2 separate regions of the Anser cygnoides genome follow, and region 1 is linked to region 2. Evidence: chromatin contacts called from public Hi-C data. All regions are on one chromosome and are shown on one strand. Each heading gives the region's core, a stretch centred on a gene start, on an enhancer-like site or on the middle of the called end of the contact. The rest is flanking DNA. Distances are from core to core; before and after follow the strand shown.

Evidence for each region. Hi-C and Micro-C count contacts between places; a contact is called where the count stands out from the background.
Region 1: a contact with region 2 is called in a Hi-C map of liver, with 3 times the contacts expected there. The contact joins two enhancer-like sites. A contact is called at or near these places in 3 of 7 Hi-C or Micro-C datasets (granulosa cells and liver).

Annotation. Positions count from the first base shown.
Region 1 is chr1:73,376,411-73,379,110 of Taihu_goose_T2T_genome, forward strand. No RefSeq gene overlaps it. Among named protein-coding and RNA genes, the nearest start is that of WNT7B, 16 kb to the right of the region's middle. Within about 2 kb of position 1,366, at least 3 of the 3 cell types and tissues checked have open chromatin away from gene starts, as enhancers often do. A contact at or near this core is called in liver, where this site is marked.
Region 2 is chr1:73,128,145-73,130,844 of Taihu_goose_T2T_genome, forward strand. No RefSeq gene overlaps it. Among named protein-coding and RNA genes, the nearest start is that of PPARA, 110 kb to the left of the region's middle. Within about 2 kb of position 1,422, at least 2 of the 3 cell types and tissues checked have open chromatin away from gene starts, as enhancers often do. A contact at or near this core is called in liver, where this site is marked.

The DNA.
Region 1 (2,700 bases), core at 116-2,615, 250 kb after region 2:
AGGGGGGGGGGGGGAGAAAAAAAAAAAGGCAAAATAAAAGCTGAGGAGAGGAGGGCAGCCGCCCAGCGCTGTGGGCTCCCAGTTGCTGCGCCGAACTGTTGCTCAGGTCTTCCTCTGCGACGCCCGCACCACGGAGGGGATAGAGCTTTTGAAGGTTTTATTTTGTTTTCCTGCAATGTCTGTTGTCTTTTCTGCACAAGGCAGCGATCATATCGCTCCATATTAGGCCTTGTAAAACATTTCCGTGTTAAATACGGGGTGTGCCAAAGGCTGAGATATTCTGATGTTTATTTTATACAAAAATGCATCCTTATACACATCGGGGACAAATTAGACCCGAGCTAATGTGAAGTCAGTAGAAACAGCAGTTTTTCTAGCCAGGCATTGTCTTTATGCCTGGTTTATACAGTGCTTAGCAAAATGGATTAAGCGCACTGATCCCTCGGTGAATCTAAGCAGTATGATAAACTGCAGTGATAAAATATGACCGTACCATTCTTCACATACCTCCACATTATTTTCTAATGGTACATTCCCCAGTTATTACCTCTGCTCGTGACTAACTACTGCAGGGCTGCCAGAATCAAAACATATGGTCTAACCCAGGAAAAAAAAAAAAAAAAGTTTCTTATCCCACTACTGCCCTACCTCTTCAGAAGTAATAAAAAATGTAGCATTCATGAGTCTGAACGTGCAGCTCCTCTACCACTAAGCTCATTGAAAAATGTAACGTGCGAACAATGCCCTTATTTTTAAGTAATTGGTCTGATTTCAGCTACCTTGCCTTTAAAATAGCCTATTGTGTATTAGGCCGCTGAATATGATTTTTTTTTTTTTTTTTTTAGTTAGGAGGTAAAGAGCAGGCAGCGGTCTTCTGACTTTATAATATACAGTTTGATAATTCCTTAGAATTAACAAAGCATGAAACAAAAAGAGAAACAGGAAAAGTCGTTCGCTCCATGGAAGCCTTCCTCACAAGCAGTCGCCACGTAGGCCCCGCTTCTCGTGCAGTACAGACATAAATAAATGCATAAGCTAAGGGGCAAAGGAGTAGGTACAGTGACACCGAGCATCCCTCGGGGACCTTGACAGGGCCATGCGGGTGCCATGAGGGCAGGTGACTGCTGCCACGGCCAGCACGCCGGGATCAGACCGGACGAGCCCTCAGGAGGGGCGCAAACACCCACGGGCTCCCGCTGCCCTCCGCGGCCCCAGCGCCGGGGCAGAGGGCGTGCTGGGGGCGGCCGCCTGCTGTTAGGGCGGGCGGGCGGCCGGCGGCCATCTGCCGGCAGGCTGCAGCACGCACCGACCGGGAGGGGCGCGGTGGGAAGCCCGGAGCGGCGAAGGGGGGAGGAAGAAAATGGAGGAAGGCGAGGGGAAGGCGGGCTTGGGGCGGTCGCCAGCTGGGCAGGGCTGAGGCTGCGCCAGCGCTCTGCGTGGCGGCAGCCTCGTAGCGGGACAGATCGACGGCAGCGCCCGGGGGGGGGCTTTGGCGGTACGGGGTGGGCACCCCTGCGTGGCCCCCGCCGTGCTCACTGTCCGGAGCCCCCCGGGGCCGGTGCGGTCCCCGCGGGGCCCCGAGGGAGGGCAGCGCAGGCAGGGGCGGGAAGCGTCAGCAGCGCCTTCCAGAAAGTTCCCCGCGCCCTGAGTGACTGACAGGGCGGGGCAGGGCGCCCTCTGCCGCCTCGCCGTGCTTTTGGGGCCGGGGAACCGCACACGGGATTTTAGTGCTTTCTCGGGGGGGGGGGAAAGTCTTTTAAATAAGCCGAGTCCTCATCCCACAGTATATCCCCCCCCGCCCCACACCTGCTGTTTGTGTAGTTTTTGTCGAGATGGAAGCACGCCGTGTGCCTTCTATGTATAGCTTTAGCACTTCCAAGACAAAAGTGCCGAGTAGAAGTAGAAGTCGACTTAAAAGATGACCACGGCCTGCGTAGAATTTTTCGCTCTTTTTAAAAGTGCATGCTCATTTAATAAAACCTTTATGCTGGTTTACAGTTCCATTAAAATGGCTCTGGCTATCAGATCGCAAATAGCGAAAATGTAAATTTGGCTTGTCATAGTTTAAAATATTCTTGTGATGTCATGAAATGACGGCTTATAAAATATTTTCATTTAATTAGGAAGCACTAAGAGGATTTCTAGAGAAAAAAAAAAAAAAGAGGAAGCTCACTCTGAATTATTTATGTGCTGTGAACTACCATTGTTGCTTCTGAAGCTTTTTAAGTACAAAAATGCAGGCTTTATCCGTTTTCATTTTTAGGCCCTAATTCTTTAATTATTCAGGCATGCAAATGCTTGTGAACAGGGATTAATTATGCAGGTAATCAAGGTTTTATTCCAAGTTTACTCTTGAAAAGCAATGAATATTTGTTATTATGTATACTCTGCCTGACACCATTCATATTAATATACCAAAGTAAGGTTTTAAGGGTATATTAATGTTTTGGAATTTCATAAATGGAAAAAAGTGCACAGATGAATTTGTGCCATGCATAAACTGAAGAACACGTTTTGTTGCAGCGTCACTATGGTCAGTTAGCAGGACTCACTTATCTACAAGAGATGAGAGCATACTCTGTCAGGATCTTTGTTCACTATCTTCTGCCTTTTGCAATGAAGATGTACCACATTATATACAGCAAAGAATTTGGGAGGTCAGAGGCTGTTTTAGGCTGGGAAGATTTAGTTCAGAGTGAG
Region 2 (2,700 bases), core at 172-2,671:
GTTTTTTGGTTTATGTTGCCATAAAACAGCTCAAATGCAATGCCAATACAGAGACAGTTTTGATACAATACTGTCAGTGGCCTGAATTTCTGCACAGGCCACTAGGTATTTTCTAGTTATTGGGGGGGGGGGGGGGGGGGGGGGGGGGCATCTAGATTTGTTTTCTTATTTACTTAACTTCGTGGATATAAATAAAATTAAAGGAAAAGATTCAAATATTTTACGTAAGTGTCCAGATTTTTCAGTGTAGAGGAAAGCATTCTGTTTTACAAATACATATGAAAGGACTAGATTTCTCATAGAGGGTCTTTAAAATATATTTTTTTCTAGCTACTTTAATTTGCACATGCACTTGTCTAAATAAAGCATACAGAGTTAAGTATTACAGGTCTGCCAATTTCAGAGTAGTTATAAATCTTAAACGTGCAATGCTCTGCCAGATTGTACCTAACTCAGAACATATATAACCGTATGCTACTTTGCTCTATAAATGGCATTACTCATATATTGAAGCAATATACTTAAATAAATTCCTTCGTTAACACCCGAAGAGCAAGAGAAAGAGAGTGGGAGTGAGCGTGAGCATGTGCCCGTGCACACACACAGGAGATATAGGAGAAAATACACTTACGGACCTTTAAAGGATATCCAAAATAGTACTTTAAATTATAAATTTAAATTATAAACTCATCCTGAACAATTCCAGGTACTACACGAATTTAAATACGAACCCTGGAAATCTTCACGTCCAAATTCACGTTGCTAAGACAGTCAGGAAAGGCAATTGCAATGAGCTACAGTTACTGAAGATCATCACATAGTTACCTCAGGAATATTAGTCAAGAAGGGCGAGCGTGTACACTGATGCACAGGCGTACGAGTAGCAAAAAAACCCACGGCCGTGTTACCAGCTGCGCTGTAACTGTTCTGCAGTAACTGTAACTGCTCTTTAACAACGCTGCAAGCACGCTGAAATATAAAATAGATGTAAAAAAAACTTGCACCGCCCAACTTTGTTTGTATCTTTCCTTGAGCTTCCTTCTATTAAAAAAAAAAAAAAAAAAGAGGTGGGGGGGGAGAATTGCCATTGAAGCACGAAGCTACATTGCAATCAATGAAGGCGCGACTGGCACAAGTCCTAGAACATTTGCATTCAGAAATAAAAGCTGTGATCGACCTTTGTCTGCGCAGAAAACGAAGCTTCGCCGGCTTTCGACAGCCGAGCGAAGGGAGGGGCCGGCTTGGCAGGGAGGGCGAATAACCCCCACCGAAAATAAAAAAATAAATAAATCCCAAACCCACCGGGGGCAGGGAGCCCCGGGGGCGTCGAGCCCCGCGTCCCTCCGGCAGACGGCTGGAGGCGAGGGGCAGCGCGGTGCACGCTGACTTTCCCAAACTTGCTGCTGCCGCCCCGCGAGGCTCGGGCAGGGGGCAGCCCAGGGCCGGCTCCGGCTTCACCTCGCAGGGAAGGGGAGGCAGGCAGGCAGGAGGGCAGGCGGCGAGCCGGCGGCTCCCCCCGGGCACACGCAGGCCTGCGAGGAAGGGCAGGCGGTCCTTACCTCGGCGGCTCCTCCGCACGCTGCCCCTGCCACAAGTGCCCCTGCTGCCAGCTCCCTGCGACAACAATGGGAGGCTGCGAGGGGTGGCATGGAGGGGAAGGGAAGGGAGAGAGGAGGGAGAAGGGGAGGGAGAGAGGAGGGGAGGGAGGGGAAAGAGAGAAGCGTGTTAAGCTTGTCTGGTAGTTAACAAGTCTTGAATGAAGAATGTTAGCAAACAGACAAACAGCATGTCTGATGCATGCTAATAGTCCTGGCTTCACCGCTGACACTATGAATAATTCAGCAGAGAGGAAGGAGGAAAAAAAAAAAAAAGCGCACCCTCCACCCTGCCTTCACGCTTTCAAACGTCTGCAGAGAAAACGAGAATAAAAGTATGCCGCAACTCTCCCCTTTCAACGCACGGCTACGGAAATATTCCGAAAAAAAAGGCCAGCTAGGCACCACTACTCTCGCCAGGGCTGCCTCTCAGAGATCTGCGACTCCTATTTTTCTTGGCTATTAATTTCCCCCCCTCCCTCTTTACCGCCTATTTTACTTCTTTTGTCTAGGAGCTGGCACCTGTCCCAGAGACGGCATTTTACTGCACATCCCCTCTTCCCTCCTCAGCAGGGAGAGGCTCGCAGGGAGTAGGCAGCCTTTGTACCCCCTGTCTCCACAGCAGCACTACCCACGTTTCCATTTCAGATTGCAAGGGGCTTGGAGGGACATCAGCCGCCCTATTTCATGTGGCAGAGATACCTAAAGCCACTAAAAATATATTCGTACCAAAGAGAAAGAGAAAGCCAGAGAACTAGCGGCTTGTTCTGTAGGCAGCGCAGTGCACTGATGCTAGGGGAGGGGGGGGGGGAAACCACAAGTAAAAGGCTTCGTTCTCACAGCATACAAACTAGCAAAGCCCGATTCATCGCTCAGTCAAAGAAATCAATTTCTTTAACAAGGAAAAAGAGAGGGAGAGGAGAGGGAGAGAGAGAAAAGGATCAGCGGAGGGGAAAATACTTGGAGCTTTAACCTCCACATTGCGACGTACAGTACAGCCAAGCAAAGCCCAAAAGAGATGGAAAATTAGCCCAGCTCTTACACAGTGAAAGCGGAGGGTTAAATAAAGCAGAGAGAGGGAGGGAGGGAAAGAAGAAGAAGAAAA